Linked DNA regions of Sus scrofa: regions 1, 2 and 4 are each linked to region 3. Evidence: chromatin contacts called from public HiChIP or PLAC-seq data. All regions are on one chromosome and are shown on one strand. Each heading gives the region's core, a stretch centred on a gene start, on an enhancer-like site or on the middle of the called end of the contact. The rest is flanking DNA. Distances are from core to core; before and after follow the strand shown. Region 1 overlaps THSD7B (thrombospondin type-1 domain-containing protein 7B). Region 2 overlaps THSD7B (thrombospondin type-1 domain-containing protein 7B). Region 3 has its middle 24 kb from the start of MCM6. Region 4 holds the start of LOC110257066 (a long non-coding RNA gene).

Region 1 (7,094 bases), core at 3,540-6,039, 460 kb before region 3:
ATCCCTACATTGGTGAACAAAGGTTGTAAGAATGGAATAAGCAAGTGGTCAGTCAGTACTCAAAAGGATCTGAAGAAGTGAGGTACAGATTGGGTTGGGCAGTTCAGGAAGTAAAGCAAAGAATGGAACATAAAAGCAGGGAACCCATTGTGGCTCAGTGGTTAACGAATTCCACTAGGAACCATGAGGTTGTGGGTTCGATCCCTGGCCTTGCTCAGTGGGTTAAGGATCTGGCGTTGCCATGAGCTGTGGTGTAGATTGCAGACAAGGCTCGGATCTGGCATTGCTATGGCTCTGGCGTAGGCCGGCAGCTATAGCTCCAATTAGACGCCTAGCCTGGGAACCTCCATGCGCCATGGATGCGGCCCTAGAAAAGACAAAACAAAACAAAACAAAAAAGCAGGGGACTCATTTCAAGCAATAATTACCATGTGCATGTTAAAAGCATAATTCCAGAAAGTAGTGAAAGCAAAATAAATGCAACAGAGCAGCCTGTACAAGATGCTAGGGAGAGGCTAAGGGACACAGGCTGGCAAAGGTCCACACCTCCAGCTGCCGGACAGAGCTGACTGATCCCAGCTCCCTTTCACACTGATTCCGGAAATGGCTTCCAAGATCACAGCCACTAGTTTGACCTCAGACACCTTGATTCAAACTGGCTGCAACAATATGGAAACATATGACCTCACATAACAGGAAGTCCAGAGGGCCTGAGTAGGGGTGGACTTCAGGGCTGGTTGATTCAGTGGCTCAGTGATGTTGTCAAGGACCCAGTGTCTCACCATCTGTCTCTCCTTCCAGCCCCAAAGTTCACTTTACATGCATCCTGGCTACCAGGAGGCTGCAACAAAAATCAGATCCAGAAAAACAAGACCAGAAGATCTAGAGAGAACCTCAATCCCACCTCGGATGGGAAAGTTATCTTCCCCAGATCCGCCCCCCCCCCCGGCATGCTTCTTTTTACAAGTCAGTGTTCAGAGTCACTTGTCATTTCCTAGATCATTCCCTGGCCCAGGAAAGATAATGCTCTGTGTCTTAGACTTATCCATGTTCAAATAGATGCCAGGGAGTCAGCTATCAGCTCCCCTGCAGAAATCTCATTCTTCACAGCATCATGGCACCCACAACTAGCTGCTGATCAAACCGGCACCAGAGAGAGGAATGCCTTGGCCATCCTTTGACTGGGAGAAGAGTCAAGGGTTGAGGAAGTAGAGAATATGACTTAGTAAGGATGAGGGTGTGAGGAGGTTGAGAGGAAACCCTTGTGTTTGGTGAAGAGGTGGTGAGCTTGAGTTCTTGGAGTCAGGGAGACGTCCATGTTCCTCGCCCCCAAAGACCCAGCACAACCTACCTAACATTATGAAGAAAAGGGGGGGGAAATGTTTTCAGTGGATGAGATGCAAGACAGGGGAAGCTGTGGTCCCCTATTATTGGCAAAGACTTCAGGCAGTGTGCAGACCCGCAGGTGAGAAGTCTAAATCAGTCATCAACTGACAAAAGAAAAGTCAAGTCAGAGCCAGAAATTTTGAACCCAGGACCTCAGAGAGTTACCACAAGCCACAGTCACACAAAGGACACCCAGAGAAACATGGTACCTAAAGGACAAAACATGTGCCAGTCTCCTTCTCTGGCAGAGAGTTCCACATTTTCTGTCGCAGGTGGGGGGTGGTAATCTTAAAGACCCTTCTCCCTTAACTTGAGAGAAGGAAACATAATAATAAGAATTGTTGAAGTTTCCTTTGTGGCTCAGTGGTTAGCAAACCCAACTAGCATCCATGAGGATGCGAATTTGATTCCTGGCCTTGCTCAGTGGGTTAAGGATCCGGCATTGCCATGAGCTGTGGTACAGGTTGCAGATGAGGCTCAGATACTGCATTGCTGTGGCTGTGGTATAGGCCACGGCTACAGCTCTGATTCAACCCCTGGCCTGAGAACCTCCATATGCCACGGGTGTGGCCCTAAAAATAACAAAAAAAAAAAAGAAGAAGAAGAAGAATTGCTATGTTCTTAATAATCTGATAATAATAATTATCAAATATTGAGAGGTGAGAGGAAGATGAGAGATGAGAGCAGGTAGGCATGGGAGAAGGGAGCTAAATCCTTATTTTTCACAGTGGGAATTAAAAAATATGATCTAACCTTCATAATTCCAGAAATTGAGATAGAGCCTAGTATAAGGAGATCACTGCCAGAAGAATTAAATCCTAAATAGATTACAAGAGGGGCTGGGGAGGAGTCACGACCAGGCAAAAGACTGCTGCTTGCCCTCAAGTTCTTCCATGTGATTGGTAAACATTTAAAACCACAAAACTGAGAAAATAAATGTAAACTATTGGTCACATTCCTACCCCCACTGAATGACAGGTAGTAGGTGTTCAATAATTATTTGCTGAATGAATCAATGAACAATCACCTGGTAAGCCACCCAGCTAAGTAAGTAACCAAGCTATGCTATGCCCCTCAGAGCTGAAACCCTGGACTTTCTTAGATGCAAAGGTATGGGCTCACCCATGGGATCATTCCTGGACTCCTAGTCTGGGCCTGGCCTCTCACAAGCCTAGAAGAGCAACTGTGGATGCCCGTCAACTTGACATTTTGACATGTGAAGAGCATCCTTTCTTGCTGATCAAGTCCCAGAGTTTCCAGTATCTTATAAATAAGTTCCATGACTTGCTCTGGGTGTGGACCCAGCTGGACAGCGGCATTCAGAGCTGTCAACATGCATAATATACCTACAGCGGGATCTGCACGGGGGGACTCAAAGGGAGCAGTTGTTATCTGGAGCTAGTGAGCAACTTGACCTGATGGTCTGATGCCTGGAGATAATCAAACATCTGCAACAGATTAGGGCACAGGCCAGCTTACTCAACTATGTTGCCCAAGTGCCCCACGCAGCCACAGGCATTCATCAAGGAACTTTCACAGTGAGTGACTTTCCTGAGCCTTTCCAGGGAAAGAAACTCGGATGGTGATAGAATCCTCTTCAAAAGCACAGTGGAGAAATTCCCTTAAGGACCAGCTAGTTCCTGGCAGGTCACTTTCTTATGTTTCCTTTGATGATTCTGGGAGCTCTTTAAGTCAGAATCAAGTGTTCTGATGTAGTAATGTGCAGTATATATTGGGAAGGAGCTGTCTGAACATTAAAATATTAAACATTTCAAATTTAATGGGCTATCAAAATGGCTTTACAATCATGTGATAACTACTGACATTGGATTTGCATGTTTTAGTTAAAACTATATAATGGTGCAAATTACTCAAATGTTTTAAGTATTTGGATAGGAGGGAAGGAGGGAAGAAAGGAAGGGAGGGAGGAAGAAAAGGAAAGGAGGGAGGGAGGGAGAAAAAGAAAAGAGTAAAGAAATGCTGATTTAATTGATTCCCTTTGGGGCATCCTCCCAACTGGAGGTCAACATCTGGATGTGAGGAGACATACCCAGTGTGCTCTAAGAGAGGTAGAGCCAGACACAGAGTCCTCTGGGGCCCAGGGTCTGCCCGGACAGGTGTCTGCTGCAGAGACCCCAGCATCGGCAATAGTTCCATCCCCTCCTTCCCCGTCCTCCTCCCCACCTCACCTAGGGCTGCTCAGAGAAGCAAGGGGGTGGCCACAAAGCTGGGAAGGGTAAATCCAACATCAGCCACAGTGCATTCTGGTCACCCCAAAGAATGATTTTGAGGGACTCACTAGGAGAAAGAGTCTAGTCGCTAAAGCATAGGTAGGCAAAACCTCCTGCCACTAAACCAAGCCTCAGCCATGAGCCCTGGCACCCCAGTAACTGTCGTGGCAAACTTCTGCTGCAGGGATTGCAGGTCTGCCCTAGTTATTTGCAAAGCAGGGATTGCCAGCTACAATGCTTTCTGACCCGGCTTTGGTGTTGTGTCATGACATACAGATGATCAGCCTGAAAGGATGGTACAGCTAACCAAGGACATCAGGGAACAGACTGAGAAAATTTATCCTGTTGAGCTGCCAACACGGTCATCTCCAGCTGGCTTTAAGGTGTCTCAATCAGTTGTCGCCAAAGACACATCAAACCCAGTAGCACTGAGGTGCTGTTTTTCATATGATCTCTTCTTAAGTTGAAGGAGCTGCAACAAAGGTATCATGCAGCATCACTGTGAAACTGTGCTGAGGATGACTCCAGTCATGAGCCCAGAGATCCCAGGCCCTTTGTCGCTCAAGGGACTTAGGCCAGCTGCCATGTGACATCAGTGTATTGATCAGTATCAAAGGCATCCCTCCTGGGGTGAGAGGACAACAGATCACTTAAATTCTCTCCATTCCAGCCTTTCTCTGTGCATCTGTACTTCCCACAGGCTCACAGAGCCACAAAGACAAGAGCCCATCATGGTCTGGGGGTACCACAATTTACTGCTGTTTCCTCAGCAATGTAACAATGATTCAACTTCAAAGAAAGTGAGAAAGCGTACCCCTTGCTGGTTCGTGTCGGCAAAGTGGAAGAAGCAAAGAAGGAAGAAGAGACAGTTGTGTAAGGCAAAGTGCCCCTAGTTCTGATTTAGTTAGTATCTGTCACAGTGATTTACAGAGGGGCTGTTCCTGCATCATTTTCACTCCAATAATGAGCCATTTATGGGAGATTCCATTGTACTTGCCTGTTTTATTGCTGCACAACCCAGAAAAAAGATTCATGTAACATTCTCTCTATAGAAGATTTCCCTCTACATCTGGGACAAAAAAACCTAAGATTTCCTTCCCACTGGGGCACGGACTTCAGCCATGAATTGTAGTGGGTCAGCCTTACCACCAGAGGGAGCCCTGTGGTCACTTTTCCTTCTCCCTTGGCTCTAGGTTGGCGTCCCTCCTGAGTTTGGACAGAACTGAGTGTCAAGTGCATCACACAAATTAATACTAAGAGTTTTTTGTTTTTTTGTTTTCTTAAGAATGCCTCTTGGGATGATGTCAGTCTCTCGCCCTACATAATTATTTTGCTTTGGGCGATGTCCTTTGACCCAAGCTATTGTGTACCCTAACGGAGGGATAATTCTCTGAACATTGTGCTTTCATTCGGACAGCTGTTCATGTTTGCAAACCACTTATTTCAAAACAACACAGTATTCAAATCTCCATGACTCCAGCAGGGGAAAGGGGAGAGAACTCTCTTACCAGCCAAATCATGCTGGTAGCTTTGACATGATGGTCCTCGGTTTGCCACCCCAAAGGTCCAATCCCCACCAATATCCTACCTGCTTTTCTATCACTGGTCTTCCCAGCCACCTTCTTCTAAAGGGAAGATAATGGTGACTAACACCCTGGGTCACAGAGAGCTTTCAGCTGCCTTAAGGGTATGAACAGGTTTGGCATTTCTGTGATAAAAAATATCAATTCATTACAAGCTGGGTGACTGCAGCCCTAATGGTTGATGGCCATAGACCTGAACTTTCTCTGTTTACTGGTCGATCAGAATGGATGACTGTCCCTCTTCTTTTCTCATCTAGCATTTTCCTCTCTGAGCTCTCTCTGAAGCCACCCAAGTCACAATAGCATCTGTTGGATAATGTGCTCACACATAATCCTTTCTCTTTTTCAACGTATTTTCACTGCATTGTCACCCTGGCATCTCATAATACAAAGCTGAGGTGAGGCGAGAAGGAACTGATGAATTTTCCAATTCTCCCAGGCAACATCATCAGTTGGTTTGTTCTGTGTTCCCATGTGCTGCCCATCTCTTTATGGTCGATGTTTTTGCTGTCTTGTAACTGCTCCTTTACCAAGTTCTACCACTGTGCGTTCCCCTCCTCCGGAGGGACCAGATCTCTCTGACTAGCTTTCTGTCCCCAAAGCTTTGCAAAGTTCTTGACATACAATATTCAATAAATATTCATTTGAAATATGACACCCGTTTGACAAATAGGGTCATCAGGTCACCCAGAAGGGCCCAGGGGACCATGTGCTACATCCACTGCCTGAAGCATGTAAAGGAAAGGACGTGGGAGAGCACATGTTCGGTCCAACTGGAAGAACAAACCGTTTACAAGAAAAGACGTATTGGATTCTGACTTTAGAACAGGCATCCTGATAAATGCCAAAGACTGAATAATAAGACACGATCCAAGTCCTAGATTCCCATCCAGTGACCAGGGGGGCCCTTTAACTTCTGTGTATGCCAGCTTAAACTTACTCAGGATGAGCAGTTTGGAGGCTTAGATCCCTGATGGCTCATGCAGACAGGGCCAGCTGACTCCATGGCCCATCGAGATGGCTACAGGGCAGGTGCTACACTGGCGTTTGTGCAAATGCACTGCACACACAAATAAATAAACACATGTGGAGGCCACACAGCAGTAAGGGGACAGGGTGCTGTGTCGCTAAGGGGGAGTCAAGGGGGAAAGAGCATTCTGAACGCCCTGAGAAACATCTAGAGGGCCAGGGAGCTGGGGGAGCAGGAGAGCTGAGAAGGTTGTATGTAGCAGAATGAGGGTGTGAGCAGGGAGTGACTGAGGAGGGTGGAGAATGAAGCAGAGGGAGGCACAGACTGTGTGTATTTGGACAATAGTATCAGGAAGCCGGCCAACTGCTTTCCCATGGGTCATACCTGTCCATGAAACGGGGCTTTGTGTTTAAAAACAAAAATTATCTCCACTTCAGTTCAAGTCTCTCATATGAACTCACTGAACTTTCATTTTGTTCCTGCCAAATCCCCAATCTAAATTGGATTTTGTTCTATTTTACAGCCTTATACCATTTAATGTTTGCTTCATGGCCAAAATCTCAATGATGCATATATGTGAGCATTACTTACTAATTGTCTTTATTCCCTACTGGACTGAAAGGTCTTTGAGAGCAAGACTTGTACCTATTTGTTCACTCTTGAGTCTCCACAACCCTTCTCCCTGCACCTGGAATAGAGTGTTTAATAAATGTGTGATTTATAAATGAAGATGGGCAATCTTTGGACAGTGGGTCCCTATATAAACAGCAGGGCTGCTTTCCAGGCCCCAGTTGCTGTGGCTGCCTCAGCAGCTTATCCCAAAGTCAAGTGAGGTCATTCATGACAGGTGCAAATGCACCCTCACTTGCAAATCTGGACCCAAGTTGGCAGCTGGAGAAATACGACCTCGGAGTTTCATCAGCG
Region 2 (6,943 bases), core at 3,500-5,999, 480 kb before region 3:
AGGCCGCAGCAGTGAAAGTACCAAATCCTAACCACTAGACCATCAGGGAACCCCCTAGGTAACAGCAATTTTTTTTTTTTTTGGTCTTCTTAGGGCTGCATCCACAGCATATGGAAGTACCCAGGCTAGGGATCAAATCGGAGCTGTAGCTGCCAGCCTACAAAACAGCCACAGCAACACCAGATCCAAGCCAAGTCTGAAATCTATACCACAGCTCATGGTAATGCCAGATCCTTAACCCACTGAGATTTGTCAGGGATCAAACCAGAATCCTCATGGATACTAGTCAGGTTCATTATCACTGAGCCATAATAGAAATTCCTGACAGTAATTTTTTAAAAGCCATACAGGTGGTTCTAATGTAACCAGAGTTGAAAACCCCTGGGTTAGATCATTGAATTGCTGGGAATTTTTTTAAAAGGATCAGATATTTGCAGACCCAAGTTCATAGCAGCATTATTCACAACAGTCAAAAGATGGAAGTAATTCACATGTCTTTTGACAGATAAATGGATAAACACAGTGTGGAATATATATAGAATGGGATATTATTAAGCCTTAAGAAGAAGGAAGGACATTCTAACACGTGTTACAACATGGATGAAGCATGAAGGACATTAGCCTAAGTAAAAATAAACCAGTCATAAAAAAGACAAGTATTGTATGATTCCACTTATCTGGGGTAGTCAGCTCATAGAAACAGAAAGTAGAATGGTGATTACCAGGGGCCAGGAAGAGAAGGGGGATGGGGAATTATGGATTAATGACTATAGTTTCAGTTTTGCAAGATAAAAAGTTCTGGAGATGGGTTGCACAACAATGTGAACATACTTAAAACCACTGAACTGTACACTTAAATATGGTTAGGATAGCAAATTCTAAGTTATATGTATTTTACCACAACCAAAAAAAAAAATTTTTTAAGCGTAGGAATGGTAGATAAATACCTTGCTTGGCACCACCCACACCCTCAGCCCTGGCAGACATTGCTAATTGATTACTGAATACTCCCACAGAGAGCCCAGGCCTTCCCAACCCCAACACAGGAGAGAATAGTGTGAGATAAGACAGGAGAAAGTGAGATGATTAAGATGCTCTGTCTGCATGTTTGGAAGAAGGAGTGAGAGTTGGGGGCAAAACGGAGATTATCCACCAAGGATGGAAGTACTAAGGGAGGAAAAAAGACACGTTAAATGAAATCCCCAGAGTTCTCTCCAGCGCAGTGGGTTAAGGATCTGGCAATGACACTGCAGCAGCTTTGGTCACTACTGAGGTACAGCTTTGATCCCTGGCCCTGGAACTTCCACATGCCATGGGCAAAGCCAAAAAAAAAATCCCCTCAAATGCACTTTCTACTCTTTAAAACTGCCTGGTGAGCAGAAGAGCAAAAGCCCTTTTTGTGTTGCCATGTTATTACACAGCCTCACCAGGAGACTAACTAGTCACAGGGGTCCACTGGCAAGTGCCCTAGCAAGGATCCAGAGATGAAGCTGAAGTGAAGGTCTTCCTGCCCCCAAATCCTTGGGGGGTACCCCACTCCCCCACTCTGTCCTTGGACCCCTCTCCAGACTCCTGCTGCACACGATTCCCCAGGCAGAGACTCACAGGGGTCCCTGGCTGGCCCCTGAGGACCTGATATGTCACCAAGTTGAGGCAGGAGCCACTTTATAGACAGAGGTGTTAGCAGAGGCTTTTTCAAGACACTCCACTTGACATTTGGCTAAACTAGGTTTCCACCTTTGCTGAGAGGGGGCCAACCTTCTTCTGCAAAGAAGACGAGCCAACACCTTTAAATGAGTCACATCCCCTGGAGGTGTTCTCTCCCCTTCCCTCCTAAAAATCTCTTTTGTCTTTTAGAACCAGAGGAGACAAACATGGTATTATGCTCTTCCATAATCCAGTTCTCCATCCTGGCCTTGCAAAGCCAAAACTCTGTGAGGAAGGAAATGTGTGGTTCACACTCAGGGTGGGGGCTGTCAATCTGTTTGGAGAGGGTTGGGTTGTTCCCAGGATGATCATGACTACAAAAGCAAATCGATGCTTGAAGATCTGCTCCCTGCTTTTCACTAATTAGTGTACAGAAGGGAGGAGGAGGGGGGATGGGAAACAGAGGGCAGCCACCAGCTGTGGAGATTTGTTATGTTAATTAAACAACGTGATGAGACAGGAAAAGCAGAGTTGGGTCTGATGTGTCCTGGGTGCCCAGATGTTTCTGTGATGCCCAGGGAGTTTGGGGCAATGTATGGGGGGGTGGGTAGGGACTCCCCTTGAGCTGGCTTCTCTGCCCCAACACCAAGGGCTCAGCACTGAAGCCTAAAATCTCTTCCACTGGGCACTCAGAAGCCAGCTCCAGAAACCTCCTTGAGGCACCTGGGAGACACAGATAGTGGGGGAAGTCTTCTCTGTCACTGCCACAAGCAATCTGCCAGCCCAAGACATCACCAGAAAGCTTTCCCATGGTGCTCCGGCTATATTTTATGCCATCTTTAAGTGTGGGTGTGTAAGAGTGGATAAATGGGTTAGTGATCAGGAGAACACCAAAGGGGAAAAATGGAGCCAAGTTGAGAGTCTAGTGATAAAGCATAATGGAGCTCTATTACTAGTCAAGTAACTCTGTTTTTAAAAAGGGGGTTGCAAGTCTGGGCAGCTGTTGAGTACACACAAAACAGCTGCATGTGCTTGCTTTCCACCTCTTCATTTTTCCTGCACCCAAAGAAGCCACCTTGCCAGTCCACCTGCCACCTCCACCGGTGTCTGGGGATGGCTGCAGTGGTCTGGGCAAAGGCTATGAGGCCAAGTTCCCAGGTAGAGCCAGGAGCTAGAGCCCTTACAGTTGGCTCCCTTGCTCCCTGGAAATTGTCCCTTAGAATGCAGGCAGCTGCACTAGACACTGGGTAAAAGATGCACCATCACAATCGTGGGGGTTTACAATTGGAGGGCTCCCCAAACAACATATGATCCCCCACGCTCATTTCAGAGGCAGTGAGATAGCTAAAAAAGTGCAGTGGCAGCACAGACGGACAAAGCATTAGAAGCAGAGCCAGCCAAGAACACAGGGCTCCACCGTGCCTGGACAGACGGTGGTCCCACACATGGAGACAGTTGGATTCTTCTCCTGTCACTGTGATTTGCTGGGGAATGGCCCCATGTTCCTCTGGTCAGCTCTGATGACCTTGGAGTAGAGTACAAGGGCTGACAACCATTTATCCATTTTGCAAACTGCTTACTGAGGCCCTGCTGTGTGCCAGAGAAGGAGCTAAGTTCTGGGGACATAAAGGGGAGACTCACAGCCTAGTAGAAACAGCAGAGCCATGAGCCAAAAATCTACCTGTAATTGTATCACGAGAGTGGGCACTGGAGCCCAGGAGAGGACACAGCGGGCTGCCAGCGAGCTAGAAACATCTTCCTGGAGGAGCGGGCATCAGAACTGAGCAGAAGGCTTCTCCTCACCTTCCTGTCCCTTTTGGGCACTTCTGTCAGGAATTCAGCACCTTTATACTTGCCCTCTGGATGCTCAGGACCCAAAGGTCTGCCCTCCCCAGGAATATCTTCTGCTCCCTTCTTACTGTCCTTCAAAACTAACTTCCCTTCTCATTGCAATGAGGTACATGTTCTAAAAATGCATGGTGATGGTTGCATAACTTGATAAATTTTGCTCAAAATCACTAACTTGTACACTTAAGATGGTGAACTGCATAGTATGTAAATTATACCTCAATCAATTTGTTTTTAAAGATACCCAACATTTTTTCTGTTCTAGCACATAGAGAAAATGATTAGTGTTTGAATCACACCCTGGGGTGAGCTCAAGAAAATTCCCCAGTTTACTGGGGAAAAAGTCATTATATTTTACTTATGTCAATATAAGAAAAATAAAGCTGCAGAAAGGTATTAAATATTGAATTTATATAAAATTTCCAACTAAAATGTTTTTTAAGTGCTATCCTTGAATTTGTGTCCATGGACATACTCTTGATAACTTCCCTCCATTCTCTCAGGGGGACCCAATTTCGAAATGGTTACATGTAACTTGGGAACAACACTTGAATGGCAATTTTTCATGTTCTTGGTGATCTCCGTCAGTAAGAAACTTTGTTCACACAAGGAGGTAATACAAATTTTTAAATCGCTTTTACAATCATTCAAAAATCTACCTTGAAACTATATTGGAATCATCTAATAACTCTTTTCCCTACTGATGAAAAAGTAACATTGACATTTTTGTGACAATATAAACAGATTTCAAATTCTAACAACTTTTTCTGCCAGGTATTTCAAATAATGATGACATGTACATTTGCAAAATGTACATGAATAATTAGACCAATCAGCTGGATTGGATGCCACTTAAAGGTATAGAGGCTGCAAAAATAATGAATCAGTGTAGGTGTTGCCTTGTGGTGCAGCAGGTTAAGGGTCCAGTGTTGTCACTACAGAGGCTTGGGTGGCTGCTATGGCTCAGGTTCTATCCCTGGCCCAGCAACTTTCACATGCTGCAGGCTCGGCCAGAAAAGAAAAAAAAATTAATCAGTGCATTAGTGAAGCCACCAGGAGTGGTGCCCACCGAGACACCCTGACTAACCCACACCTTGGACGACATACCCTGGTCTCCGAGTATCTGGAACACTAACTCCTCCCACTGCTTCCTGGACCCTTGTCCTCAATGGGCAGTGGTGGTCCCCACAACTGGCTGTCCCCGGATGTCCAGGGAGTGGGGCCAGTGGTAGCTGTGCTCATAGCGAAACCGCATGACTCAGATTGGGACATGAAGCAATCACACGCCCTGTCTCAAGACTTAACTGAAGTTCAGGTGCTTTATGTTTCAGTGCAGAGGAAATTCAGTAAGAGGCAAAGTAAGAGGTAAGAATTAGATTTATTGAGAGAAATAGTGTGGGCCTCTCAGAAGGTGAGAGGCCTCAAAATATGGGAGTGGTGAGTTTTTATGGGCTGGGTAATTTCATAGGTTAATAAGTGGGAGGATTATTCCAACTATTTCAGGGAAAGGGTGGGGATTTCCAGGAATTGGGCCACTGCCCACTTTTTGGCTTTTTACGGTCAGCCTCAGATCTGTCATGATGCCTGTGGGCCTGTCATTTAGCCACTAATGTATTACAATGAATGTATAACAAGGCTCAAGGTCCACTGGAAGTCAAACGTTCTGGCCGTCTTGGGCCTAATAGGTTCTAACCAGTTTTTATTGCATCTTCAATGGCTGTGTCCTTCTTTTAAAGGTTGTGCTCAGCCCCCTTCCCTCCAGTTTCAATAGCAGGACTGGGGGCACATCGGCAGACCCTTCCATTCATTCAGATGCCCCCTGAGAGACCCCTGAGGTCCAGCCCACCACCCCAAAGGACAAAGAATTCTGATCTTGGAAGCACAGGCTATGCTGATGCCAACTAACACCTGCTAAACTGAGAGCATCTTCTAAGACATTTCGATCATCCTGAGACCATATCCATTTTGAGGCCTTGAGGGCTACTTGCTGGAGAGGCAGGGCACTCAGAGAGGAGCAAAGGGTTAAAGCATTAACTTGGAAAAATCTCTGTTTAAGAAGGGGGTGGACAAGTACCGGCTTGGGGAGAAAATAGAAGGGGAGGAAAACCCAGTGCTGAGAGCTCATAGAAGTTAAAGGAAGGGAGTAATTAGCCGAGAGAGAGAATAAAGCCTGAAGTGCTACTAAGAGGTGGAGGGTGGGTAGGGAGGGCTGTGGGGAATGCTGGAGAATTGGTCTTAGGTTCAGCACAGGTGTATCCAGGGCTGGGGCAGGAGCAACGCTATTACGGACGATTCATGACACTTGTTAAAGACAGTGATGAAAACTATGTTCAAGAGGGACCACCACACTGGGTGTTTTGCAGCAGGGGAGAGAGATCAGGCTCAACACCAAACACAATGAACCAGGGAAGATTTCAAACAAAAGAGTGGGGTGGGGGGGTGTAAGTGGATGGGAGGTTCCACAAAGAAAGATCAGAGGTAGGGGTATTCTGGATAAACTAACAGGATTCTTGCTGGAGGCAGGCCAGAGTGATAAGGTACCAAAGGTGGGGGTGAGGAATATGGTCCCATATCCAGGGTGATCACACACCAAGGTTAGGGAGATTTTTTTTTTTTTTTTTTTTTTTTTTTGCTAAACTGATTCAGTGGGATTCTTGCTAAGACTGGACTGAGCAGGTCAAGACAGAGCCCAGGGTCAAGGATTAGACAAGGGGAGGGCTCAGAGGAGCCTAACATAAGTTTGGTCAGAGAGTCTTTGTCAGAGTGACATGGTAGCTTTAGGAAGTGACATGGCCAACTAAAGTATTGACTTACTGGTCTGAAGAAAAAAGTCTGTGAGGGGCACTGCTGGCAGGGTTGGGTGACGGGGCTCTTGGAAAGAGCCAGTACCTGGAAGAGCAGGAGGTGAGGGATCCAGAAAGAACGTTCTTGGGAAGGAAAGCGTTCCTCTGCCCCTGGGTTGGGAGCAAAGGTTTTCCTGTTGGGATAACAAGGAGATTCAAGAAGCCAAGAGCCACCAGCCAGTCAGTTGGTGCAACAGATGGGGACAGTTGGCCCATGGCACTGTTCCTTCGTTATCCATGATGTGCCAGCACTTTCTGGACAGCTGCTGTGTGCCAGGCCTGGAGAACCGCAGAGAAACGGCCCTTTCCCATTAGGAGCTCAGAGTCCAGGGAACAAGCAGGCTATCAAACCATCACAGAGCCAGCAGAAATGACCAGGAGATGGCAGGATGGTGCGGGGAGCCACAGTACTGGTGCCCAACCTGCCTTAGAGGGACAAGGGAGGCTTCCTTAAGGAAGTGGCAGCTCAGTCACGCCTTAGGGAAGAAGAAGAATTGGACAAGAAGGGGCAAAAACTGTTCCAGGAAATGGCCCAGGGGCAAAATGGAACCTAGCTCATAAGGAACTGAAAGTGTGCAGCCTGAGTGGAGGCGCAGCATAGAAAG
Region 3 (6,868 bases), core at 1,351-3,850:
GGTTTCTATGAACCAGTTCGTTTCCAGTCTGTGGGGCTTCCCACCTGGGAAGGATGGGGTTTCTTATATCGCATAATCGCCCCTCCTACCTCTTGATGTGGCCTCCTCTTTGTCTTGTGGAGTAGGGTATCTTTTTTAAGGTTTCCGGTTCATTTGGTTGAAGATGGCTCAGGCTTTAGTTGTGAATTTTGTTGTTTTTAGGAGAGAAATTGAGCTCCAGTCCTTCTATTCCACCATGGTAATCCCATCTCCAGGTGTTTTGGGTTTTTTTTTGAAAAGAAGACAGCACAGGAGTTCCTGTCATGGTGCAGCAGAAACAAATCCAACTAGTATCCACGAGGTTGCAGGTTAGATCCCTGGCCTCGCTCACTGGGTTAAGGATCCGGCATTGCCATGAGTTGTGGTGTAGATCGCAGATGTTGCTCAGATTCAGCATTGCTGTGGGCTGGTGTAGGCTGGCAGCTACAGCTCCTATTAGACCCCTAGCCCAGGAACCTCCATATGTTGCAGAAGCAGCCCTAGAAAAGACAAAAAAAAAAAAAAAAGACGCAGTGCAAATAGCTTTGTTTTTATTTATTTATTTATTTTTGCTTTTAGGGCCACACCCATGGTACATGGATATTCCCAGGCTAGAGAGTGAAATCAGAGCTACAATTGTCAGCCTTTACCATCACTCAAGGCTGCACCAGATCCCTGAAACACTGACTGAGGCCAGGGATTGAGCCCACATCCTCATGGATACTAGTCAGCTTCATTTCCGATGCGCCGCAACAGGAACTCCAGCATCCAGTTTTTAGTCTGTAGTGAATGACAGTGCTATGAACATTTGCTTATAGGTCTTTGTACCAGCATGTTTTAATTCTCTTGTGTAGATACTTAGATACTTCTGAAAAACATTACAAGTATATATAACTTTATAAGGTAGTGCCATATTGGTTTTCTAAATCGCTGTATCATTCTGCATTTCCATGAACAGTAAATAAGAGTTTAAGCTAGTCCACATCATCACCATAGTGATGTCAGTCTTTTTTTTGGCCACACCCAGGTCATGGGATGTTCTGGGGCCAGAGAGTGAAATCACACCACAGCTGTGACAATGCCAGATCCCTAACCAGATGAGCCACCAGGGAACTCCAAACTGTCAGTCCTTTTAAATTTAAACTAATCTTGTGCTTCTGTAGTAGTGTCTCATTATGGCTTTCATTTGCATTTCCAAAGTGATTAATGACAATGAGCATCTTTTCATGTGCATATTCGCCACTTGTTTACCTTCTTTGGTGAAGTGTCTTCATATCTTTTGCTTGTTTGTTTTATCAGTTTGATTTTCTTCTACTTTAGTTATAAGAGCTCTTTATACATCCTGAATATGAGGCCTTCGTCAGATGTATTTTGACAGCTAGCTTCTTCCCGTCTGTGGCTTTCCTTTTCTTATTTTTTTTAATTGCCTTTCAAAGAGCAGAAGATTTAATTTTATTGTTGTTTACAGAAATATCTGACTAATCCAGTGTTACAAGTATTTTTTCTTATGTTATCATCCATAATTTTAGTAATTTGAACTCTTACATTTAGATCTATGATCCATTTCAAGTTAACTTTTGTCCACGGTATTTTCAAGGGCCCATGTTCTCCCCCACCCCCCATATAGATCCAGACCATTTGTTGAAAAGACTATCCTTTCCCTGTTTTATCATCTTGTCAGTTTCTTTAGAAAAGCCTACTAAGGTTTAGATTTGGATACCAGTGACTCTGTTGATTGATTGGGGACAATTGCTATTTTAATAGTAATGAGTCTTCCAGTTCATGAAATGAGACACCCCCTTCCCCCTGCACCTTTTTTTTTTTTCCCCAGCACCCACAACATATGGAAGTTCCTGAGCTCAAACCTGTACCACAGTTGCAACCTGCAACACAGCTGGAGCAACACCAGACCCTTAACACCCTCCACCAGAAGAGAACTTCTGAAACATACTTTTTTTTCCTTCTATCTTTCTTTTTATGGCTGCACCTATGACATATGTAAGTTCCCAGGCTAGGGGTCAAATCAGAGTAGCAGCTGCTAGCCACAGCCACAGCAAAGCTGAATCCGAGCCTTGTCTGTGACCTACTCCACAGCACACAGCAACACCAGATACTTAAGCCACTGGGCAGGACCAAGGATCAAACCTGCAACCTCATGGATACTAGTCAGGTTCGTTACTGCTGAGCTGCAATGGGAACTCCAGACTTTGATTTATAAAGTGAATAAGTCATGAGGATGTAATGTGTAGCATATGGAATATAATAACCTTTTATTGTGACAGATAGTAACGAGACATCTTGGTGATCATTTTGTAATCTATGAAAATATTTAGTATGTTGTACCTCTGAAACTAATATGTCAGTGATAAATTTTAAAAACTAAAATTTAAAAATAAAAATTTATTTTTTTAAGTCTCAAGCATGTTTCAGCTTCAGTTAACAAAATTTTACTTCAGAACATGTTGTTACTATAAATAAGTTAAAGAGAAGAAGAAAAAAAGTCTCAAGTACAGGAAGTTATGCAATGCAAGAGATGGTCCATGACAAAGCCTGAATCAAATTTGGCTTTACTGTAGCAGAACCCTTTGTTCTCCATACAACAGTTAAAGAGAACTTCCTGTTGAGCCTGCTACACTCAGACAGTGCAAATGTCTAATTGTAACATTTAGTACAAAAACTACTAGACTAGGAGATAGCATCTACTCATTGTTTAAATATTTTCTTCTTTCATATAGTAGTCCTCTTCCTAAAGATGGTCCTGTGAGTTTGCATGTGATAACCCCTTCTATGTGAACACATGTCAAGAACAGACAAAAACAAAAAAGGAGAAAGGCAAAAGTATTTTATAGAGTAACATAATACAAAATTTCCTGAAAGAAGGAGTTCCCGTTGTAGTGCAGTGGAAACAAATCCAACCAGGAACCATGAGGTTGTGGGTTCAACTCCTGGCCTCGCTCAGTGGGTTAAGGATCTGGTGTTGCTGTGGCTCTGGCATAGGCTGGTAGCTATAGCTCCAATTAGACCCCTAGCCTGGGAACCTCCATATGCCGCAGGTGCAGTCCTCAAAAAAGACAAAAAAAAAAAAAAAATTAAAGATATAAATGGATAATTGCCACCAAAGAATGAATGAACAAAAATAGACATAAATTAGAAAAAAAAGTAATTAGAAAATAAGTCATTAAAATAAAAAATGCAACAAATGAAGTTAATTTTAGACTAGGTATATTTGGGTTTTTTAATTCAATTAATTTTATTATATTTATGGTTGTACAACCATCATCACAGCCTAGACTAGGTATATTTGAAAAATATTTAAGTACATTAGAAGGCAGGATTAAGGAGCTCATCTATAAAACAGACAAAGTTGAAAAATACGAGACATAATAAAATGGTTAGAGGCCCAATATCAGCTTTTTGGAGGTTTTTTTTAAATGGATAAAATGGTAAATTGAAAATAGACATGAGTCCTAGACAAAAAGCACACTGAATACTCAACAAGATGATTAACTGTCAAACAGATCATAAAGAATTAATAGAATATCAAAGATAAAGAGGTAACTTAGATGTTAACTCTAAGGAAAAAGGCCAGATTATCTTTAAAGGAAAAAACTACAGCAAACTGCTCATAGGCAATAAGAAAACTTAATGGTGTAATATTTCAAAGTGGTAAGGGAAAATTTCTGCTAACCTTGAATTTTATACTGAGCCAAAGTATCATTCAAGAGTATAAGACTTTAGCATTTATAATAGACATAACTTAACTTAAAGAAATATTAAAGGAAGGTACTTGAGTAAGAAGAAAAGTGAACCCAGATGAAATGCAAAGAAACAGTGGTGGTAGTTCCCATTGTGATTTACCGGGTTAAGAACCAGACATAGTGTCCATGAGCATGTGGGTTCACTTTCTGGCCTCTCTCAATGAATTAAGGATCCAGTGTTGCTGGAAGCTACTCCAATAATTTGACCCCTAGTCTGGGAACTTCCATATGCTACAGGTGCAGCCCCCCCCCCCAAAGGCAATAAATAAATAAATAAAAATTTAAAAGAACACATGTATAACAAATTTTTTACCTCTTAATTTCCATCAACTGTTTTACTCACCATTCCATCCCCTCTCCTGTGACAACCACCAGTTTGTTCTCAGTTGTCTGAGTCCGTTTCTGTTTTTTGTTCATTCATTTTGTTTTTTAGATTTCACATATAAGTGAAATCATATGGTATTTGTCTTTCTCTGTTTCATTTATTTCACTTAACTTAGCATAATATCTTCCAGGTCCAATCATGTCATAAATTGCAAGATTTTATTCCTTTTTCTGGCTTTCCATCGTGTATATATATATCACATCTATTCATCTTTTGATGAACACTTAGGTTGCTTCCATATCATCACTATTATAAATAACACTGCAGTGAACATAGTGATGTATATATCTCTTCAATCTGGTGTTGTTTTCATTGGGGAAATATCCGAAAGTAGAATTGCTGGATCATGTGGTGGTTCAATTTTATTTATCAATTTGTTTTTTGTCTGTGCCTATAGCACATAGAAATTCCCAGGTCAAGAATTGAACTCATGCCACTGCAGCAACCTAAGCCACTATGGCCACTAAAGTGATAATGCCAGATCATTAACCCACTGCACTGCAAGAGAACTTTGCTTTTTTTAATTTTTTGAGGAAACTTTATACTTTCCATGGTGGCTATATAATTTACATTCCTGCCAACAGTGCACAAGGGTTTCCTCTCCTCCATATCCTCTCCAACATTGTTGTTTGTTGTCTTTTTGATAATAGCCATTCTCACAGGTATGAGATGATGTCTCATTGTGGTTTGTTTTGGGTTTTTGGTTTTTGGGTTTTTTTGTTTTTTTTTTTTTGGTCTTTTGTCTTTATAGGGCTGCACCTGCAGCATATGGAGGTTCCCAGGCTAGGGGTCTAATCGGAGGTATTGCTGCCGGCCTACACCACAGCCACAGCAACTCTGGATCCAAGCCGAATCTGCGACCTATACCATAGCTCACGGCAATGCCAGATCCTTAACCACTGAGCAAGGCCAGGGATTGAACCCGCAACCTCATGGTTCCTAGTTGGATTCGTTTCCACTGTGTCATGACAGGAACCCCTCATTGTGGTTTTGATTTGCATTTCCCTGATTATTAGAGATGTGGAGCATCTTTTCATGTGTCTGTTGGCCATCTGTGGGTCTTAGAAAAATGTTGAGATCCTCTGCTTTTTTCTTTTCTTTTCTTTTTTGGTCTTTTTGTCTTTTTAGAACTGTACCTGCGGCATATGGATGTTCCCAAGTTAGGGGTTGAATCAGAGCTGTAGCTGCCAGCCTATACCACAACCACAGCAACATGGGGTCCAAGCTTCATCTGCAACCTAGACCACAGCTCACAGCAATGCCAGATCCTTAACCCACTAAGCAAGGTCAGGGATCAAACCTCCATATCCTCTCAGATATTAGTTGGGTTCATTAACCACTGAGCTAAAATGGGAACTCCCCTCTGTCCATTTTTTAATCAGGTTTTTTTGTTGCTGTATGAGTTTTTGTATATTTTAAGTATTAATCCCTTATCAATATATCATTTACAATTATCTTCTCCCATTAGTAGGCAGCCTTACTGGCTTAAGAGTTTCCTTTGTTGTGCAAAACTTTTTAGTTTGAAGTAGTTTCATTTCTTTATTGTTTTTTTGCCTTGTTTAGATTTTTTTTGTTATTACTCAATGAATTTATTACATTTATAGTTGTACAATGATCATCACAATCCAATTTTTTAGAATTTCCATCCCACAACCCCAGCACATTCCCCCCACCCCGAACTGTCTCCTTTGGCAACTATAAGTTTTTCAGAGTCTGTGAGTCAGTATCTGTTCTGCAAAGAAGTTCATTCTGTCCTTTTTTCAGATTCCACATGTCAGTGAAAGCTTTTGATGTTGGTGTCTCATTGTTTGACTGACTTCATTTAGCATGATAATTTCTAGGTCCATCCATGATGCTAAAAATGCCAGTATTTCATTCCTTTTAATGGATGTAGTTTCATTTCTTTAGTTTTGCTTTTTTGCCCTTGCCTGAGGAGACAGATCCCAAAAAAACTATTGCTAAGGCCATTGTCATGGAGTATACTGTCCTTGTTTTCTTCTAGTTTTATGGCTTCATGTCTTAGATTTAAATCTTTAAAGCATTTTGAATTTATTTTTGTATATGGTGTGAGAAAGTAGTCCAGTTTGATTCTTTTAGATGTAGCTATCTAGTTTTCCCACCATCACTTATTGAAAATGCTGTTTTTTCCCCATTGTGGCTGCTGTGGTATTAAGATCTTTTACCCATTCTAAGGATGATTTTTGACTTCCTCAGTAATCACTGAAAAACAAGGACACAAGATCAGCTATGTAGTCCACAGAGAAATTTGCTTAGAAAAATTGGAGACCTGGGAAAGAGTCCTCATGTGGATCCTTATGAAAAAAATGCCACATCATTTTGGGAAAGTGTTCTTAGAAAATGTACCATGGACTTCTATAATTCTTTGTCAGTGTTTTGTGTATGTGTGTTTTGCATATTTTTAATTCAATTTTAGTATTTCTCTTCATGATTTGTATGGGGTTATTATACAACAAGAATAGTTTTTTGTGAAGTTCCCGTTGTGGCTCAGCATAAACGAATCTGACTAGGAACCAGGGGGTTGCAGATTCTATTCCTGGCCTCTTCCAGTGGGTTAAGGATCTGGTGTTGCCATGAGCTGTGGTGTAGGTCTCAGAGGCGGCTCGGATCCTGTGTCGCTGTGGCTGTGGTGTAGGCCGGCAGCTATAGCTCTGATTGGATCCCCAGCCTGGGGACCTCCATATGCCAT
Region 4 (7,538 bases), core at 3,735-6,234, 370 kb before region 3:
ATCATACAATTGGTGTCCAGCAATTTAACTCTATTCTGACACTGACTGCCTGGAGTGAGCAGAGACCTCACAGGTTAAGGACTCAGCCCCATAAGGCTGTTCTCCCCCAACTTCAGGCACCAACTTCAAGTCCCAGGTTGTCACCTGTACTACTGACCAACAGGCTATAGATGGTAGGTTTCCATAACCCACCCTCAGGTTTGTTAATTTGCAAGAATGCCTCACAAATCTGAGGCAAGCACTTTCCTTACTATCACCTATTTATTATGAAGGACACAACTCAGGGATGGCCGAATGGAAACAACCCATAGGGCAAGGCATGTAGGAAGGGGCATAGAGCTTCCAAACCCTCTCTAGGCAAAACACCTCCCACCACCTCTATGTGTTTGCCAGCCTGGAAGCTCTCTGGAACCCTTTGGCTAGGGGTTTTTATGGAGACTTCATCACACAGGCATGGCTGATTAAATCATTAAGGGCCCATGGAGGTCAGGGGGTAGGGCTGAAAGTCCTAATTCTCTAATCATACAGTTGGTTCCCCTGGCAACCAGCCCCCCATCCTTATAGGCTTTCCAAAAGTTGCCACATTAAGATAAAATCAGGCAAGACTAAAAGAGGTGTGTTGTGACAAAAGATGCTCCTTTGACCTTTAGCACTCTGGAGCTGTTTCAGGAGCCAGGGACAAAAGCCAAATACAGTAACAAAAAATGCTTCTAATGCTATTGTCATTTAGAACATTACAATGACCTAAGGAGCTCAGGCCAGGAGCTGGGAATGAGGACCAAACACATATTTCTTATACTATCACCAGATATGAAGGACGTACCTCACAAATCCTCTCCATCAAACTATAGGGCCCCTAGGAAGTTAAGGGTATTGGACCTCAGCCATCTCAGCAAGAGCAAAAGGGCCTTATCTCCAAAAAAAAATGTGTAGGTATGGCTTCTGCTTATTGGAGTGAAACCCAGAGATGTTCACAGGAGACCTACAAGTTTCTTAAAAGACCTATATTTGTGGAAACATTTCCAACTTGGACTGCAGAGCTCCCCATTGGAAGAGAATAAGATGGTTTTCAACTCCCAGATTCTACTGGCAGGAAGCAGGCTAAGAGAGCTGCTCAGCTGCAAAAATGTACTACATTCCATAAAAAAGAAAAGATGATCCAGAGGGCAGTATCAATTGCCCAGAGAGTAGAGCCACAAATGAGGGAGAAATAACCCCAGCTTTGAGAATCTCATCAAGGAACTTCCAACATTTTCTTGGCTGGCTTTCAGAATTTCTATGGACCAATGAGATTTCGTGCCTCCAATTTTCCACCTTGGTAAGCAGAAATATCTTCCCAACCAACAACTGTATATTAGGTACATGAGGGCCGAACAATTTATCTATGTAGTTCCATGGGATCTATATTTAAGGCATTACATTTGAGAAGCCTCATCCACACCTGAACTTGATATAGATGCAGTTCTAGACTTTGAACTGATGTAATGAGGTGAAGCTTTATGGACCTTGGTAGGGAAGCAGTGAAGCAGTGTATTTTGCATGTACGAAGGATGTGAATTACTGGAGGTCAGAGGGGAACCCTGGAAGGCAACCTCTAAGATAACTCCAAATTATTCCCGCCTCCTGATACTCAAACCCTCGTGTAATAACCCCCTTGAGTGTAGGGTGGATCTTAGTTTCCAACAAATAGAACATGGAGAAAGTGTTGTGATGTCACTTCCAAGGTTAGGATATAAAGACCGTGCAATCTTGGATTGCTCTCTTGCTCTCTATTTGCTCTACAGGGAGCCAACTGCCATACTGTGAGCACCTCTATGTAGAGGCCCATGTGACAAGGAATTGACTTCCCCAGCCAGCAGCTAATGGGGACATGAGGACTGCAAACAGCCCCATGAGTGAGCTTGCAGCTGGATCCTTTCCCAACGAACCTTGAGGTGACTGAAGCTTCAGCTACACTGTGATCAAAGCCTTGTGAGATCCAGAGCCAGAGGAGTCCAGCTAAGTGGCACCTGATTCCAAATCTGAGAAACTCTGAGAAATAAATGCCTGTCTTTCTAAGATGAGGTGTTTTATTATGCAGCAAAAGATGACTAATACAGATTTTATCCCTGAATACAAGCTTTTTAAGAGGATGAAAAAAAATGTTTTTAATATAGTTTTTAAACATTAAGAGTAGTTTTCATCCTGTTTATAATTATCGAGTAATTATAAACAGCCCACTACAGTTTCATTAAGTCTTTATTCTACAGAGATTTTTTTTTGTCTGATTCTGTGCAAGGGCATGCATGAGGTATGGAGATTAAAAAGAGAGGGGGGTGGGATAAGCAACAAGATCCTACCATATAACACAGAGAACTATATTCAATGTCCTATGATAAACCGTAATGAAAGAGTATTTTTTTAAAGTGTGTATATATACATTGTAAATCAACTATACTTCAATAAAAACAGACAGAAAGAGAAAGAGAGAAGTCAAATCCCCTGATTTCTAAGCACAGACATCCCCTGAGGAAGTGACACAGAATAGTAGAGGGTGACATGGACCGTGATGAAATCAAGTCCAAGGAAGAATAGGAACCCAGGGGCAGTAGGAGTTCCTGAGGCCCACTGGGTTGTCACTAAGAGGATGGACTTGACTCGGGACTCAGTGATGCAAAAACACATCAAATTGGCTTATGCTCAATAACTAAAAGGTCCAACAAATGTCACACTGGCTTCCTGCACAGCTAGATTTAGGGGAGCTCAAATGATGTTACAGCGACCCAGTGGCCCCCTCTCAGTCCCTCAGCTCTCTTTCCTCTATTTTGACTCCATTTCAAGCAGATTATTTATCAAGGGCTTGAGCTGATCCACCAGGTGTCAAAGTAACTGATCAAGACAGCATGGCAAGTTGAAAGTAACAATTAAGCCTTTATTTACTTATGGCTATGGTAGAGGGAAGGGGCTAAAGCCCTGGCCCCCCATCATTCCATTTTCTCCATGGAAAAGCATGGGTGGAGGGTGGGAAACAGATGTATCAGCACAGGTGGGAAGAATTGTCTTATTGCTAAGGGAGCTAGCAATAGGCTCCTGTCTTTCTATGGATCTGCGGTGAGGGGAGTGGGGAGACCCAGGAGGAGAAATATCCTGAGTACTGAGTCAGAGTGGAGAAAGTATCTGCAAGTTCCCACCACTTCCCATAATTAGATCTCAGCCAAGTCCTCCACATACCCCAGGTAAAAAGCCTCCAACGCAGATACCTGGGCCAGGAATGCAGACATGCCTAAGAACAATTTGGCCATGGGGCCCAGTCCTTGCCTGCAATTTCCTTCAGAGTCTACCATGCATTGCCGGGTGTGGGGAGGGCAGCTTTCCCCAGTGAGGTCTGCCAGGTAAAGTGTCATGGACTAAATGTTTGTGTCCCCCCAACCAAATTCCTATACTGAAGCCCTGACTCCCAACGTGATAATATTTGGGAATTAATGAAAGTTAGACCAGGACATGAGGGTGGGGCCCCACAATGGGATTAGTGTCCTTATAAGAAGAGGACGAGGCTCCAGGGCTCTGCCTCTCTCTGCACATATATGCAAATACACAAGGAGGTCAGGTGAGCACACAGGGAGACAGCAGCTGTCTACAGGCCAGGAAGCAATCCTGCCCAAGATCAGAATCTGCCAGCACCTTGATCTTGGACTTCTCAGCCTGCAGAGCTATGAGAACAAGTGTATGTTGTTCAATCCACCCAGTCTGTGGTATTCTATTTTAGCAGCTAGAGTTGACCTAAAGCCTTTGTAATTGCCTATGGTCAGGCCTGAAAGCTCAGACAGGTTTTGGCCAGGAGCTGACCCCCTGCTCTTCCTGTTGGTTGTGAGATGACTATCAGCAGCTCTAGACTGACAGAAATACCCAGTGGAAAGAGAGCGCTCTGTCTTAGCAGTTCCAGCAGAAACTCTGAGCCTGACTCTGGTGAGACTAACTTGGGTTCTATACCCATCCCAGAAGCAAAGACGGTGGCCAAGTGGATGGAAATAACAAATTGATTTGGATCTGAACCTGGGGGTTAAGGGCAGGACTTTCCCAAACTACTTAAACTGAGAGTGAAGGGAGGACATTTATACCAGAAGTGGAAGCAGATCCTAGGTAAGCAAAACCCATAGACACCCACTCTACAGTGCCTGAAAGTGAAAGGATTTCTTTCTTTATCCATTTAATAAATGTACACTGAACTATGTGCCAGGCACTGCTTTAGGCCCTGGAAGACAGTAGCAAACAACAGCATCAAGCTTAAATTCTACTGGGGGTGATAGATAATAAACACCAGCAGCAGGTGATATAAAGCCTCTTAGATTATGATAAGGGCTGGGGGGGAGTGGGCGGTGAAAGCAAGAAAGGAAGGTAGGAGATGTGCTTTTGAGGGAGGGGTACCCAAAAAGGCCTTGCTGAAGGCAGATAGAAATTGTGCATCCCAGAGAATAGGAAAAGTTCAAAGCAGAGGGAACAGCCAAGACAAAGCATGCTCCCTGAGATGGAAGCATGCTAGTTGTGTTCATAGTTGTATACAGGTTGAAAATGAAATGCCCAGTTAAATTTGAATTTCAGATAAACAATACATACATCTTTTAGCCTAAGTACATTCCCAATACCAAATGGGACATAGTTATGCTTAAAAATATTTTGTTTCATGTAACATTTGGAACATATTGACACTAAAAATGTATTTGCTGTTTATCTGAAATTCAAATCTAGCTGGGAGTCCTGTATTTTCATTCGCTAAATCTAACATCTCTAGGCCAGTGTGACTGAAGCAGAATGAAGAAGCAGGAGAGGGTGTTATGGGTTGCATTATGTCCCCTCAAAGAAAATATTCTGAAGTCCTCACCCCCAATACCCTAGAATGTGACCTTATTTGGTAATAGGGTCATTCCTGATGTAATTAGTTAAGATGAGCCACACTGGAACAGGGTGGGGCCTGATCCAAGATGACTGCTGTCCTTATTAGAGGGCCATGTGACAACACAGAGTCACACAGGGAGAGGGCCATGTGTTGACAGAGGCAGAGATTAAAGAGCTGCAGCTGCAAGGCAACACATGCTAAAAATAGCCACAACCACCAGAAGCTAGAAAGAGGCAAGAAAGGATCCTTCCCCTTCATGGCCCTGCCGACACCTTGATTTTGGACTTCTAGCTCTAAGAACCACGAAAAAATAAGTTTCTGTTGTTTTAAGCCACCCAGTTTGTAGTGCTTTGTTACAGCTGCCCTGGCAAAGTGACAGAAGAGAGCAGCCAAAGACAAGGGCAGAGAGGTAAGGAGGGTGACAGACAGAGCCTGTGGGGCCCGGGAGGTCACATGAGAACTTGGCTTGCACTCTGAGTCATCTGAGATTTTGGGGGGGAGGAGTGACTGTGGAAAGAGGTGTAAGAGCACTCCCAGAGGACACTCAGGAAAGAAAATGGGATGTGCTGTTCCAGGAGCTACTTGCTGTTAAGTCCTGCTAGAGTGTGGAGTGAGGGCAGTGGGCACGAATGAAGGCTGGAGAGGGGAGCCAGATCTTGAAGAGCCTCTTGGTAACAAAAAAATAGGGATATGCTTCCCCCTGTAGGCAACAGGAAGCCAAGGGAAAAGTTGGAGCAGGAAGCTGGGATCCAATATGCCCACTGTTCTTGGCTTTTATTACTCATCATACTAGTGGTAGATGCTGAAGAGCTCAAAATGAATGACTGGACAGTGGTGGAATTTCAAGTGCTATGAATGTTGAAGGAAGGGGATAACCTTCCCATTAGATGGAGGACCTTACTCCAAGCCCCTTAGATTACAGAACTGAGACAACCACATTCCCACACATGCGTCAGGCAATCTGGAAAATACCTAGGATTTCTCTGGAATATTAGAGATTCTACCCAAGACCACTGATTTGCTAAGAGAGATAAGATTCCCATCTGCAGGGCAGGGTCTAAAGGAGCAAATAGATGGTCTGGGAGAGAACAACAGGGAGGGTCTGAAAATGCAGATTCCTGGGTCCCATCCAGTGCGTCTTTTTTTTAAGATTTTTATTTTTTATATTATAGTTGATTTACAATGTTCTGTCAATTTCTACTGTGCAGCAAAGTAACCCAGTAATGCATTTTGACTAAGTCAAGGTGGTTCTGAACCACACTTTGAGAAACTCTGCCCTAGTGAGGGACTTGAGGATGTTCAGGAAGACAGTAATAAAGGCTATGGAGAACACATAAAGTAAGGGGTAGGGGAGAGGACAGGATGTGTGTGTGGGTGTAGACAGGTGTAATGGTGCACTTTTGGATAGGGTAGCAGATAATGTCACTATGGAGATGACATACGATGGAATTATGTGCAAATTTTGTAGGTATGTCCCTTCCTGGGGAAATAAATGGATACACAATTTCCAGGAAATTCTTAAAGAGATACCAGATCAAATTTGTATTGAGAACTATTTCAGATTAGTTAGCAGACATTTTCTGCTTTCAAATGGAAAGAATGTTCTTTCAGATGGAAGTTCAGAAACCACTTGTATTTTGAATGTCCATAATACTTTGACCTTAAATAGTGGTTCTTAACCTTAGTTGCATCTTAGAGTTACCTGAAGAGGTTTGAAAAACAGTAATGCCTGTTAGCCCTAGAAAGTCCGATTTATTGGTTTGGGGTATGACCTAAGAATTAGGGTAATAAAAGCTCCCCAGGAGATTCTAATTGAAGGAAAAACTGAGAAAGATACACCTATAGTTTTATATGAGCTTCACCTCATGGTAGGAAGGCTGGAATGAATATTCCCACTGGGAAAGTGAGACTCTATGATAACTTGAGGTCCCAAGACTGGTGACTAACCCAAGACTCAAGACCAATTCTGTACTCAGGCCACTATACCAGCATGAGACAGAGGTCAGAGGGTTCTGATAGGGAATGAAGGGCTAGAACTCAGGCTCCTGCACTAGAAAGGGCAGGCCCCTTAAAGTAGGAAGGCTGGAGTGATTATTCTGGGTTGGTTACTCTAGGGTACAGAGGGTAAAAAGAGATGGCTCAGAGGAAAAGGCACCAAGAGCTGATACAACCAGCTGCCAACTAGCAGGCCAGCAAGAAAAGCTAGCACTTGGCCTTCATATGTGAGGACTCCGTCCCTCCTAGGACAACCTGGTCAACAGTGGCCTCTCAGCTGGCCCAGGGCTAAAGAAAACAACAGTGATAATAAAATCCCTCTGAGATAATTGACATTAACAGAGTTGTAGTTTCCAATAGTCCAATTCCTTCCTCATTCCCTAACACCAGCCAGGATTGCTGATGGGGGGACGGGGGCAGAAGGTAGACTAGAAAGAAGTCACTATCCAAAATGTAATGCCTCCATCAGCTCAGTAAAATCCTAAAACGCTTTCAACTGGAACAAAGCTTTCCATTCTCCAAGTGGTAATTAGTAATGAATTCAAAAGTAAATGCCCCTAGGAGAGAAAAGACAACAGATTAAGAGTTCAACGTCTTAGTGTTCAAACCTCTTTTTATACTGAACCCATATACCATGACCAAGTGGGATTTATCCTAGGGATGCAAGGAT

Evidence for each region. HiChIP or PLAC-seq counts read pairs in DNA pulled down with a chosen protein or histone mark.
Region 1: an H3K27ac HiChIP or PLAC-seq map of alveolar macrophages shows a contact between it and region 3. The contact joins two enhancer-like sites. A contact is called at or near these places in 15 of 47 Hi-C or Micro-C datasets (blood, brain, embryonic fibroblasts and 9 more) and 2 of 2 datasets of contacts at active chromatin or transcription factors (alveolar macrophages and skeletal muscle).
Region 2: a contact with region 3 is called in an H3K27ac HiChIP or PLAC-seq map of alveolar macrophages. The contact joins two enhancer-like sites. A contact is called at or near these places in 5 of 47 Hi-C or Micro-C datasets (brain, fetal skeletal muscle, mesenteric adipose tissue and 2 more) and 1 of 2 datasets of contacts at active chromatin or transcription factors (alveolar macrophages).
Region 4: an H3K27ac HiChIP or PLAC-seq map of alveolar macrophages shows a contact between it and region 3. The contact joins two enhancer-like sites. A contact is called at or near these places in 1 of 47 Hi-C or Micro-C datasets (heart right ventricle) and 1 of 2 datasets of contacts at active chromatin or transcription factors (alveolar macrophages).

What each region holds. Positions count from the first base shown.
Region 1 is chr15:15,436,607-15,443,700 of Sscrofa11.1, forward strand. All of the region lies in intron 7 of THSD7B (thrombospondin type-1 domain-containing protein 7B), which reads right to left. Among named protein-coding and RNA genes, the nearest start is that of THSD7B, 170 kb to the right of the region's middle. Within about 2 kb of position 4,790, at least 11 of the 83 cell types and tissues checked have an H3K27ac peak or open chromatin away from gene starts, as enhancers often do. A contact at or near this core is called in alveolar macrophages, where this site is marked.
Region 2 is chr15:15,415,597-15,422,539 of Sscrofa11.1, forward strand. All of the region lies in intron 7 of THSD7B (thrombospondin type-1 domain-containing protein 7B), which reads right to left. Among named protein-coding and RNA genes, the nearest start is that of THSD7B, 190 kb to the right of the region's middle. Within about 2 kb of position 4,750, at least 3 of the 83 cell types and tissues checked have an H3K27ac peak or open chromatin away from gene starts, as enhancers often do. A contact at or near this core is called in alveolar macrophages, where this site is marked.
Region 3 is chr15:15,896,476-15,903,343 of Sscrofa11.1, forward strand. No RefSeq gene overlaps it. Among named protein-coding and RNA genes, the nearest start is that of MCM6, 24 kb to the right of the region's middle. Within about 2 kb of position 2,601, at least 2 of the 83 cell types and tissues checked have an H3K27ac peak or open chromatin away from gene starts, as enhancers often do. A contact at or near this core is called in alveolar macrophages, where this site is marked.
Region 4 is chr15:15,519,732-15,527,269 of Sscrofa11.1, forward strand. The region is part of intron 2 of THSD7B (thrombospondin type-1 domain-containing protein 7B); the gene reads right to left. LOC110257066 (a long non-coding RNA gene) reads left to right here and starts at 1,686. Exons shown (of 2, transcript XR_002339240.1): 1 at 1,686-5,282. Within about 2 kb of position 4,985, at least 25 of the 83 cell types and tissues checked have an H3K27ac peak or open chromatin away from gene starts, as enhancers often do. A contact at or near this core is called in alveolar macrophages, where this site is marked.